Linked DNA regions of Pan troglodytes: all the other regions are linked to region 1. The links are chromatin contacts, called in public HiChIP or PLAC-seq maps. All regions are on one chromosome and are shown on one strand. The core of a region is the stretch at or near the end of the contact, and the rest is flanking DNA. Distances in the headings are between cores, read along the strand shown. Region 1 holds the start of SLC25A51 (solute carrier family 25 member 51). Region 2 holds the start of POLR1E (RNA polymerase I subunit E). Region 3 holds the start of FBXO10 (F-box protein 10).

Evidence for each region. HiChIP or PLAC-seq counts read pairs in DNA pulled down with a chosen protein or histone mark.
Region 2: an H3K4me3 HiChIP or PLAC-seq map of stem cell-derived excitatory neurons shows a contact between it and region 1, with 5 times the contacts expected there. The contact joins the promoter of POLR1E here to the promoter of SLC25A51 in region 1. A contact is called at or near these places in 1 of 7 Hi-C or Micro-C datasets (stem cell-derived neural progenitor cells) and 1 of 1 datasets of contacts at active chromatin or transcription factors (stem cell-derived excitatory neurons).
Region 3: an H3K4me3 HiChIP or PLAC-seq map of stem cell-derived excitatory neurons shows a contact between it and region 1, with 11 times the contacts expected there. The contact joins the promoter of FBXO10 here to the promoter of SLC25A51 in region 1. A contact is called at or near these places in 1 of 7 Hi-C or Micro-C datasets (stem cell-derived neural progenitor cells) and 1 of 1 datasets of contacts at active chromatin or transcription factors (stem cell-derived excitatory neurons).

Annotation. Positions count from the first base shown.
Region 1 is chr11:78,074,863-78,078,907 of NHGRI_mPanTro3-v2.0_pri, reverse strand. It overlaps SLC25A51 (solute carrier family 25 member 51), which reads right to left and starts at 2,206. Exons shown (of 3, transcript XM_063788553.1): 1 at 1,382-2,206.
Region 2 is chr11:78,496,605-78,500,649 of NHGRI_mPanTro3-v2.0_pri, reverse strand. It overlaps POLR1E (RNA polymerase I subunit E), which reads left to right and starts at 2,315. Exons shown (of 12, transcript NM_001279994.1): 1 at 2,315-2,490; 2 at 3,058-3,161. The coding sequence starts at 2,415.
Region 3 is chr11:78,404,651-78,408,695 of NHGRI_mPanTro3-v2.0_pri, reverse strand. FBXO10 (F-box protein 10) reads right to left here and starts at 1,765. Exons shown (of 10, transcript XM_016960890.4): 1 at 259-1,765. The coding sequence starts at 675.

The sequences.
Region 1 (4,045 bases), core at 957-3,456:
GTACAAGCCAAGTTATTTGCGTACTTGAACAACAATAAAAATTTTGTCCATGTTCACTTTTACTGGAATGTTACTTGTATTACTTTCTGAAATTTTGCAAATAAAGGTTAGTTTATTTATGACTCTGTGTGAGAATGGGGACTGTTATTAAACAAGTAGAAAACTACAGCTAACAGAAGTTAACCATTTATTGACCACCATATCAAACTATTTTAAGAACATTACTGTACATTGAGATTCTCAGATTTAAAAAATAGGCCTAGATGGGGGAAAAAATGTTATGAAACCCTCCTGGACTTTACAGATTTAAAGCTTTTTCTCTAGTTTAATCCTGCACACCAGGATGGTGTGAACATGTTCTTAATTTAGCAATAGAAGGATAATGTGCACAGCATTATTTGGTAGTACAGTTTAGACTTTTGCATGTTTACCTATACTGTGAACATGGTTAAATTTCTTTGCTAAACTGATCTTTATATTTTTATTCATTAATGTGGATAATTCTTTGCAATTCATTGCAAAATTTATTTACCATAACTTTACGCTTGTTTGCTACGTAAAACTATCTCATCATAAGGGAGCAGTTAATGAACTTGATTTTCAAGCAACTACAAGTGTCAAGCTTCTGTGACTAAGAAAACAGTGTAAAGTCTAAAACCTTATTATAATTTACAGCCTACATGGATCAGCATGATACAGATATGATCCTAGCACAAAGGTCTCTGCAAAAACTGGGGAGAGGGTAACTCCAATTCTCAAAGGATGTGAATTTCCACTAGTCAGCAGGTCTGAGTCAGCATTCAGAACAAGATCAGCCTGGGTCTAGTCCTAGTTACGACACTAGCTTGCCAATATAAAGACAAAGCAATATCTGATTTTAAAATCCACTGATCTGAGTTTGCTTTCATTTACCAAACGAGAGATCAGATGAGTCAACTCCTAGCTTGTTTTCCCCTGAGATGCGCTAAGGGTGATTCCAGTTCCAAAGCGGAAACCTGTGCTCTAAACCACTATGGGACCTCAAGAGTCCTAGCACCTTTTGATCCTATGGAATCCTTTCAAAGCACGGGCAGAGGCGGCTCAAAATGGCAAGGTCACTATACATTTCAAGGGCTTCTGTTTCAGAGATTACAAGTAGAGAGAAACAGAAGGTGGGAATTCAGATCAGCTAGGTAGAGCTGTGAGGTGCAAAACAAAGGTTTTGCAGAAAGTTGAGGTGCTGACATACTCCATCTAGCTAAACTGAACACCAGATAACGGATGGAGACTAACACCACCAACACCATCGTCCCCGAAAATCCTTGTACAAGTGAGCTTCCTACAACGCGATGCAATATGCTGTCGCAGAACAAGCACTGCCAGGCTATGTAGCTGAACTCACCGTTCTCCAGGCGTCCATTTCCCCAACCTGTGAAAGGCGGGGAGGGGGTTGGACAAGATCACTAAGTCCTCTTCCGTCTCTGACACTTCACAGTCAGGGGTCCCGAGGTGAGGCCGAAATCCCAGTCTCCCGGGACGCAGAGGCCCTTGCGCGGTGCCATCCCCGCTGTCCCCCGGGCGCAGGCAGCTCCCGGCTCCTCCCCGCCCCTGCGGTTCCTGTACACCAGGGAGGTGCCTCCCCAGCCCAGGGCGCGCCCGAATGAAGGGACAGCGCCTTCGCGGGAAAGGTCGCCCAGCAGCCGGACAAACACCCGCGGCAGGCGGGGGAGCCGGGAGCCGAGGAGGCTCAGAACTGATTCCGCCCGCGCCGCCTGGGTGGGGCCCGCAGGGGCCGGGCCAGGGCAGCCGGAGCGCGCAGAAGACAGGGATGGGCCCCCAGGGCGGCAGCCTGCCCCAGCGGGCCCTTCAGCGCGTTTCCCCTCCCTCCAACCTCATGCGAAGAAAGCCCGGTGCTTCCCCACGCTCGTCCCACACTCACCCATCACCGCCGGCGTCCCGCAGGACGGCTAGCGAGCCGGGGCCGCGCAGGCGCAGACTGTGACCGACCCCGAGGTTGGGGCGCAGCGCCACGCGCTGGGCGCTGTTGGGGTCACGTGAGGGAGACACCGCCCCGCCCCGCCTCCCCTCCCTCGGTCCGCGGCCCGCCAGATGTCGCCAGCCTACTTCTCCTGGCCGCAGGCCGCCGCGGCGGGGCAGGTAGAGGGCCACGCCAGCACACCTGTCAGGATGCGGGCTCCGCTAGCCACCATGCTTCACCCTTGATGCCGTACGGTGGCCTCAGCGTGCCAGAAACAGCCAACGCGTTCTCTAGCGTGCTGCCTGCAGCGGGCGTCTGGGCATTGTCGGTTTTAGGGGCCTTGTCGGTTCTGCGGGGCGAGCGCCTTCGCGGAAAACTCCAAAGTACCCTCTGTGGAGCCTTGTTGAGTATCTTCAAACCTTCAGAGGGACCTTTTATCAGCGACCCATGCCGCAGTTTACAGAAGAACGCTTTGTGCGTGCTTTGGGACGTATGGATCACTTTTAAACTTTTTCCTTTGAAGCTCAGACAGCTTGCGGGGGGCTTGGGAGGAGCGCTGCCCGGGGAGTTAGAAGGCTTGGGTCAAAGTCATAGCCCTCATACTTCTTGAGAGTGACCTTGGACGAGTCGCTGGACCCTGAGCCCCAAATCTCCGTCTGAAAAGTAACCCGTGCCTTGTATGCGTCCTCGGGCTGTTGCAGTAGTCTTTGGAAATGATGGTTCTGACTCTGAGTTGGAAACTGGAACGCACACAACAGATGGGAGGCGTTGAAGGAAACAGAAAGGTCGGCCTGAGGGGAGAGGCATTTCAGGAGGCTTGCGGATGTGTGAAGTGTGTGCACTGTGCTTGGGGCGAGCCCAAGCAGTAACCCCACCCGAGTGAAGCGTTCTTGGGGGGATCGGCTCCGGGTGGGCGACGTTCCCCGCGTGCCCCCTTCCCCCGAGAGCACTTTGTAGACACTGACTCCAAAAGCGGGTCTGGTCTCTGCCCAGCCCCACTTTGGCTGGCGTGCTTAGGTGCCTCTCAGGAAGCTGGAGACCACCCTCCCCCATTCCAGTAAACGCTCCATTGAGGAACCTACTGCGTGCCAGGTCCTGGGGAGCTTAGCGTCTGATGAAGGATACAACAACAAAAGACTGGAAATTCAGAAGCATGAGGGGACCTCCCCCCTCGAGGGAGAACCAGAGATGGCTTCACAGAGTAGACGTTTGAACTGGGCCTTGGAGGATGGATGAGTGGAATTTGGCCCAGTGGAGAAAGTCATAGCAGCAGGAGATAAGATTGTAAGGGTCAGGTGGTGGGGCTGGATAATGCGAATTTTGACTGTCAGACACAGACACCTGCCATCTAATTAGTATGCGAGGGATAAATTTTGGACTCCGCAGGATAAGGACAAGGCTACACAATGGCTTAGAACAGTTAATCGGGCAACAGTTGGAAAGGGCCTTTGCCTCAAAATTATGTTTGCCCTGTCTTGTGTGAATGCCTATTCAGATGCATTATTTGAAAAATAAATAAACCAGGCAGGCATCCAGGGTGTTCATAAGCATAAATAATTAATTTCAGATTAGAATGGAGAGGTTATTCTCCTGCGGTAAAACCTGAACAAGAAGGAAAAGACTGAAATTAAACACACAATTGGGGCACACCAGACTCAGAAAATCCCAGGCTAACGGGAAAACTGAGGTCTGGAGCTGAGCCCAGTCTGCTTCTTTTATGCTGCTGCAGGCCACAGCACAGTCCTCTGCCCCTCCAGCTCTTAGTTCCTTGTCAGAAACCCCCAGGCCCTTCATTGGCTCTTCTTGGGCATATGAATGTTGGGGATGAAAACCCTCTATTTTTGGATACCAGATCCATCTTAAAGTTAGCCCTTCATTTCTGTCCTCATCCACCCATTCCTGCATTCCATACCTCCAGCCACTAGGTCAGCTGCCAGATATCCTCCAACCCAGCTGTGATCATGTCATCCCCCAGCTTAAAAATCTCCAATGGTTCCCTCTTGGTTCCCCCAGTAAATCCAAACTCCTTAACTCGGTGCACGGGGCTGTCCTGTCCTGGCCCTTTTGCCAGTCTGTCCACCTCAACCC
Region 2 (4,045 bases), core at 1,066-3,565, 420 kb before region 1:
ACAAGATACTTCTCTTAAGAACTATACTTGGCTCATTGTAGCCACTGTTATCTTGGTCACCTTTAACTTTGATTTAACTGTTCATATTTTCATTCAACCAAAAAACATTTATAGAGTCTGTTATGTGTAAACCCTATGCTAGTTGATTTCAACCAATATTACCAAACATCTTTGAGTTCCAGTCCCTGTGCTAGGCTTCCAAGATTAGTGATAATTCAGGCCCATTCTTTGCCCTGTCATTCATTAATTCATTCCATATTTATTGAGGGTCTACTATGTTCAGGAGTTGGAGATAAAGCAGTGATCAAAACAAACATAAATTTGTTTATTAACCTCCAAAGTGTTTATTGTGAACCCCAAGTAAGTTTAGTGAGAAAACAATCAATGGGTGAGACAATCACACAATTAAGCTCTTCTTTCTTCATCCTTCTTTCTTCTTTCTTCTTCTTCCCTTTTCCTTTCCTGAACAATTCAATCCAAAATCATGAGGTGGGGTCAAGCAAGGTAGCCTTCTAAGGGAGGAAAGGCTATGAGAGCTAAATGCAACACATGATTCTTGACAGGACATTTTTGCTATAAAAACATGATTGGGCCAGCTGCAATGGCTCACGCCTGTAATCCCAGAACTTTGGGAGGCCAAGGTGGGAGGATCACTTGAGCCCAGGAGTCTGAGACCAGCCCTGGCAACACAGTGAGACCTAGTCTCTACAAAAAATTTTTTTAATTAAGAAAAAACAAAACAAAACTGAGTGTGGTGGCACACACTTGTATTCCCAGGTTGTGGTGAGAGGATCACTTGAGCCTGGAAGGTCAAGGCTGCAGTGAGCCCTGGTTGCAACACTGCACTCCAGCCTGGGTGACAGAGTGAGACCCTGTCTCAAAAAACAAACTAACAACAAACGTTGGGACAATGGGTGAACTTAAATGGGATGTGAGGATTACATGGTGGTAATGTACCAGTGCTAATTTCCTGATTCTTTTCTGTTTAATTTTTTTTTTTTTTTTTTGTCGCCCAGGCTAGAGTGCAGTGGCACCATCACAGCTCACTGCAGCCTCTGCCTCCTAGGCTCAAGCAATCCTCCCACCTCAGCCTCCCGAGTAGCTGGGACGACACACGTGCGCCACCACACATGGCTAATATTATTTTTTGTAGAGACAGGGTCTCGTTATGTTGCCCAGCCTGGTCTCAAACTCCTGGAATCAAGGGATAGAACTGCCTCTCCCTCCCAAAGTGCTGGGATTACAGGCGTGAACCACTGCGCCCGGCAATTTGCTGATTCTGATGGCTGTGTTGTTATTTAGGGAATGTCTGTAGGAAATACTATAGTCTTCAGGGTTGAAAGGGTATCAGGTTGACAACTTACTCTAAATGGTTCAGGGCAAAAACATTTCTTGCAGTGTTTCTTTACGTTTGAGATTGGGCAATTAGAAAAGCGTGACAAGTGCTCAGGCAAAGGGGCATGCAGGCTTTAGGGTTATTCCTAGGATCCTGGGTGTTGGAGGCGGGTGTTGAGGGTGTGTGGAAGGAAAAGAGTCTTGAAAGAAGGTGATTTGGAAGACAGAGGGGAGTCAACCGGAGTTCTTGCCCTTCAATAGTACGCATCTTTGGGCAAAGGGGGCCTCGGCCAGCCTCCATGCTTAAAGGCCCTGCTTTCGCCTTCTTTCTGCTCTGAAAACTCCCCGTGCAGAAGAAGGGTTGAATCCGCAGTGAAAAAGGGACATGTCCATCAGCTCGGACTCCCTCTTCTATTCCAGTCCAGAATCTCCTGCCCAAAGGCTCCGGGGTTGGCTGGGCTTCTGTTCCATCACCTCAGGGTTGATTGGGCCACAGGTGTGCACGCCACAGCCCATGGCGGGGAGCTGTTTGTCGGACTGTGGACAAAGTTTGTACCTAGAGCTGGATGTCCACGTGGGTGGGTGGGAAGCCCTAGAGAGGGGCGGCTCTTCGCCAGCGGCCACATTTAGTTGGGGCTCAAGCAGTTCCTGTCAGATAATTCTAAATTTGAACTTGGTCCTTCAGCTCTTGGGAAGATGAGTTTGTCACGGTAGGAGAGACAGACGACACTCTCTCTAGAAGGTGCTGAGCCGGAAGAAGGCTCATAGCAAGCTTAGGCTGAAGCCGTAGGACCCTTTGGCGCCTCGGGCTCTGGACCTACAAAACCCAGAGTGCACGCGAGCGCTGAGCCAATCAGGTGCTGCGCCTCGGCCAGTCAAGCGGGTGTGCGGCACCTTGTGGGCGGAGACCACGCCTCTCTACGCGGGGGGCGGGGACACGCGGCTCGCGCGCTGTGGGCGGTGCCCGGCGGGGCCACGCCTTTTCCGGCCCGCAGCGCGGCCTGGGCTCCCGCGTGTTTAAAAGTGCGCTTGTGGCTGCTGCTGTCTTAACTCCTGTGCTTGGCGGACAGACAGGCGAGATGGCGGCGGAGGTGTTGCCGAGTGCGAGGTGGCAGTATTGTGGGGCGCCCGACGGGAGCCAGAGAGCTGTACTGGGTAAAGACTGCGGAGCTGGAGCAGTGCTCCTCTAACCCTCTCCCCTTCCGTCTCGGTACCTCAGCTGTCCTCTCGCCCTCCGTTGGGCTTCTCCCCAGCGGGGCCGGGACCCCTCTAGTCTCCACCACTCCCCTGGGCTCTGTCAGGGCTCCCCTGTCCGTCTTTCTGTCACTACCTCCCAGCCAGATTGGGACATCCCACTCACCCGCTCCCCAGGGCTGTGTCCAGGACCCTGCTGACCCCCTCACCCACCAGGTCTGCCACCTCCCCCATTTCCCTCTCTTCACTGGGCAGGGGTTCCTTCTGTCACTTTAGGTATGTACCAGGCCTCTGCTGTCAGCCTCCTTCCGCGAGACATTCCCTCCTGTCACAGCCCCTCCCCAGGGTTCTCCCACCTCCCTACCTCCTCTTCTCAGCTGGCCCCGGATCTCCTCCAGTTCCCTTTGGGTCACGACCCGAGCTTCCTTGCCATCCCCATTCTGACACTCCCTCCCAGTGACAGTCTAGTCCCACCGTACATTGTGTGGCCTTCTGCTCTCATCTCATTCTTGGGCTGCACTCTTACAGTCCAGTTCTCCAACGGGAAGCTACAGAGTCCAGGCAACATGCGCTTTACCTTGTATGAGAACAAAGATTCCACCAACCCCAGGAAGAGGAATCAACGGATCCTGGTAAGTGAAGCAGTTGCCAGCTGTCTCCACTCTGCAGGGCTCAGAGGCCCCTGGGAGTGGGTGGATGTGGGAGGGAGTGAGGGGAGAAAAAGGGGAGTAGTAGCAAATGGACCTTTGAAGAACTCTGATGCCCAGCAGCTTGGGATGTGGGGACAGGCTCCATCTTTCATTCATTTGTTCTTTCAACAAGCATTTATGGAACCTGCCCCTCTGCATCCCTGTGTTGCAAGCTTCTAGGAAAACAGCCAAATCAGGCCTAGCCCCACTCAGAGTTCATACTCTAGAGCACGGTTTCTCAACCTCAGGACTATTGACTTTTTGGGCCAATAATTCTTTGCTGTGGGGGTAGCATCCCTAGTCTCTACTCATTAGATGCCAGTAGCACCAGAGTGGATTTCCCTGGATTGAGAACCTCTGCTCTAGAGAGATGAGAACTGGCTGTGAGGGACACTTTTACACAAAGCTCTGAGGCCACGTGGGGAAGAGTACAGGGCAGAGTGAGCTCAGTGGGAGGAGAGGTCTCTGCCAGAATGCCTTCCTTGGTGAGGTCATGTTGGAGCTGAGCCTTGAAGGCTGGAATGAGGGTTTGGCAGTCAACGTTTGGTGTTTCGAGTGAAAAGGATAGTGAGGACAAATGCAGAGAAGCAGGAAAGCTTGCTTATGATTGGGGAGTGAATCAGCCATGGTCCTGAGAGTATACAAAGAACAGGCCAAAGAGAGATTGCTTACAGAATCACTTTGTTGCATACCTTTAAGTGCCAGAAGCCCAGGGCCTCTCTCTCAAGTCTTGTGGCAGAATTCCCCCAAGAGCTTTTCATACCATTTAGAAGCTAGCACCATCTGAGGCTTCTCTTCCAGAAGTTGTCTTGCTTCCCCTGCAGGGA
Region 3 (4,045 bases), core at 516-3,015, 330 kb before region 1:
TTACGGGAGGGTAAACCAAGGCACAGCTCTCCGTCGGCGCGCCTGAGCCTCCGGATGCCGGGAGACCGCGGAGCCGCGGGCGGCCTGAGGGTACGCCTCATGGTCCTGCCAGACCCCTGATGCCCGAAGCCCGACCAGACGCTCAGCCTCGGCCAGGACTGAGCGGCGCCTCCTGGGTCGGTCGCCTGGGGAAGCGCCCCGGGTCCCCTCCCCCGGCCGCCCAAGTTCGCCCGCAGCCTCTGCGCACCGGCCGCTTACCTCACAGGGCGCTCGCCCACCGCGGAGTCCGGGCCGCGGCCGCCGGTGCCCTGGAAGCCACCCGCCGCCCCCGCTGGAGCCGCAGCAGTCGGTAGGATTGCGGCGTGCGGCCAGCCCCGCCCGGGGGCGGACAGCTGCCTGGGGATCGTGCGGAGCCGCCGCCGTCATGTGACGCGCAAGGCGGCGAAGGATGCCGGGAGCAGCTGGCTGGCCGGGGCTGGGCTTCCCGACCACCGCGCAGAAAAGCTGTATCTGCAGGAGGGGCACCGGGAGGCGGGAGGAAGGCAGACGAGGAGGGGGCGCGTGGGGCTTCGGGTACTGCAAAGGCGAGCTTGCGGAAGGACGATTCAGGCTCGTGTTGCGTGGCCCCAGAAGGGGCAGAAATAGAACCAGTGGGTGGAAACTGCAGGGAGGCATGCTAAGGCCAATACAGTGTAAATAAGATTCCTGCGAGCACCAGTTATCTAACAGTATAAGGAGCAGTTTCCTGGGGTGCTAGGCACCCTGTAGATGAGCATGTAGGGTCTGGGTTCATTCACTGAACAAACTGACCATTGGCTACCTGCCAGACAATGTACTAGGAGTACATATTAAATTAGTTGTATGTATGGCGCTTAGCATAATGCCTGCCACAAAGTAAATGCTGTATGTTTGTTGCTGCTGGTGCCGTTACTATTATGGGCACAAAAGTGAACAAAGCAGATATGGTTCCTCTTCTCCTGAAGTTAATTCTGTAGTGGAGAAGGTAGACGGTAATCAAGTGTCATTTAAGCCAATATGTGTTTAAAATTGTAGAAAATGCACGGAAGGAGCTGTAATTTAAAAATAGGGGCCAGGTGTTCATGCCTGTAATCCCAGCGCTTTTGGAGGCCGAGGCTGGAGGAAAGATCACTTGAGCTCAGGAGTTCGAGGTTAACAGTGAGCCATGATTGTGCCACTGCACTCCAGCCTGGGTGACAGGGCGAGACTCTTGTTTCAAAAATAAAACTAAATAAATTAGGGACCAAGGAAGGGTAGTCAAGGAAGACCTCTCAGAGTAAGATAAAGAGTTAGCCAAATGGAAGAGGGGCAGGGTAAGCCCTGTGAAAACTCTTGGACCAGGTGGGTTGGGTTGGAGGAGAAAAGATCGCTCTTTGTGGAAATGGAAAACGTCTAGCTTGTCTGAAGCTTTTTAACGGGAAGAACAGTATAAGTGAGGTCAGAAAGGTAGGTAGGGGCCAGATCATGCAGCACTTAATAGGCCATGATAAGGATTTTAAAATTGTACGTAACAGGAAGCCATCGAAGGGGTGGAGGATTTGATACCTTTTAAAGCAGTATGTCAGCTACTATGTGAAGACAGGAGTTAAGAGTGGAAGCAGAGATTGGTAGCTTAACCTATTAACTGGGCCCATGGAGGTGCTATTTATCGAAATGGGAACTATTGTAAGGGGAATATATTTGGAAGCGGGGGGAGATCAAGAACTCCCATTTGAACTTGTTAAATTTGACACTGCCAGTTAGAATGACTATTAACAAAAAGACCAAAAAATAACAAATGCTGGTGAGGACATGGAGAAAAGGGAACTCTCATACACTGAATTATACAGCCAGTATAGAAAAATGCATGGAGGTTTCTCAAAAAAGTAAAACTAGAACTGCCATATGATCCAGCAGTCCCACTGCTGGATATTTATCCAGGAATGGAAATCAGTATGTCAAAGGTATGCCTGGATCCCCATGTTTATTGCAGCACTATTCGCAATAGCCAAGATATGGAAGCAACCTAAGTCTTCATCAACAGATGAATGGATAAAAAGAATGTGGCATATATACACAACAGAATACTATTCAGCCTGTCATTTGCAGCAACACAGATGGAACTGGAGGTCATTATGTAAAGTGAAATAAGCCACGCATAGAAAGACAAATATCGCATGTTCTCACTCATACGTGGGAGCTAAAAAGTTGATCTCATGCAGTTGGCAAGTAGAATGACAGTTACCAGAGGCTGGGAGGGGAAGGGGATAGAGAGAGGTTGGTTAATGGGTACAAACATGGATAGAAGGAATAAATTTTAGTGTTCGATAGCACAGTAGGGTGACTGTAGTTAACAATAATTTATTGTATATTTCAAAATAGCTAGATTTAAATGCTCCCAATACAAATAAATGATAAATTTTTGAGATGGATATCCTAAATACCCTGATTTGATCATTACGTATTGTATGCATGAGTCAAATATCACATGTACCCCATAAATATGTACAATTATCTATCAATTAAAAATAATTAATTTTGAGATGCCTGTGTGTCATCCAAGTAGAGTGATTAAAAAAGCAATTCACGGCTGGGCGTGGTGGCTCACGCCTGTAATCCCAGCACTTTGGGAGGTCGAACGGACGAATCACGAGATCAGGAGTTTGAGACCAGACTGACCAACATGGTGAAACGCCGTCTCTATTAAAAACACAAAAATTGGCTGGGTGTGGTGGCGCGTGCCTGTAATTCCAGCTATCAGGAGGCTGAGGCAGGAGAATCGCTTGAACCTGGGAGGTGGTGGTTGCAGTGAGCAGAGATCGTGCGCCACTGCACTCCAGCCTGAGTGGCAGAGTGAGACTGTGTCTCAAAAAAAAAAAAAAAAAGCAGTTCACTTGTAATCCCAGCTACTCAGGAGGCTGAGGCAGGAGGATCGTTTGAACCCAGGAGTTTGAGACCAACCTGGGCAACGAAGCAAGACCCTGTCTCTAAAAAAGAAAAGGAGTTGGATACAGACCTCCGGAATTTATGAGAGAATATCAGCTATAGAAACATAATTTACCAAGAATACTATGAAAAAGAAATTATTACACGAAATTGTGGCCTGAAATAATTGACCCCGTGGTCCTACTGACCTTTTTCAGTCCCTGGTTCTATAGAATATATTCCATAAAAATGTATTCCATCTATTATTACCATATGGTGAATGTGGTATGATTCTGGGTGAGGTCTAAGTTACCACGTAGCTGGTCTCTTTTATAAATAAGAAAACCAAACACTAAAACCTAAAGCCAACAATTTATTTTAAGACACAAAGTTGTACAGTAGCTAGGTATAGTAGAAAGACCACAGGGGTAGTCTCACACTGCAATGAGCCTGATGATTTACCTTGCTGACTGACAAAGCTATGCCATATTTAATCCTTTGAAAAGTATCTTACTCCATGAAACTGGCAGTCCAGATATGACTGTCAATAAACAATCAAAAGCTTGAGTTTCTGGATTTGTGCCAGCTAACATTATCATTTTGGTATTTGTATAAAACAGCTGACTTTCAAAGTGCTACAGCAGTGTCCTACAAGAGCAAGCTGTCTTCCCTATTAGTGGTGCAAGCATCACGTGCCACATGGGAATTTTTGTTTGTTTTGAGATGGGGTTTTGCTCTTGTCGCCCAGACTGGAGTGCAATGGCACGATCTTGGCTCACCGCAACCCCCACCTCCCAGGTTCAAGCGATTCTCCTGCTTCAGCCTCCCCCGTAGCTGGTATTAACAGGTACCAGCCACTAGGCCCAGCTAATTTTTGTATTTTAGTAGAGACGGGGTTTCACCATGTTGGCCAGGCTGGTCTCAAACTCCTGACCTCAGGTGATTCGCCCGCCTCAGCCTCCCAAAGCTCTGGGATTACAGGCATGAGCCACCACACCTGGCCAGGGATTTTTTTTTTTTTTTTTTTTAAACAGAGTCTCGCTCTGTTGCCCAGGCTGGAGTGCAGTGGCTCAGTCTCAGCTCACTGCAACCTCCACCTCCTGGGTTCAAGCGATTCTTCTGT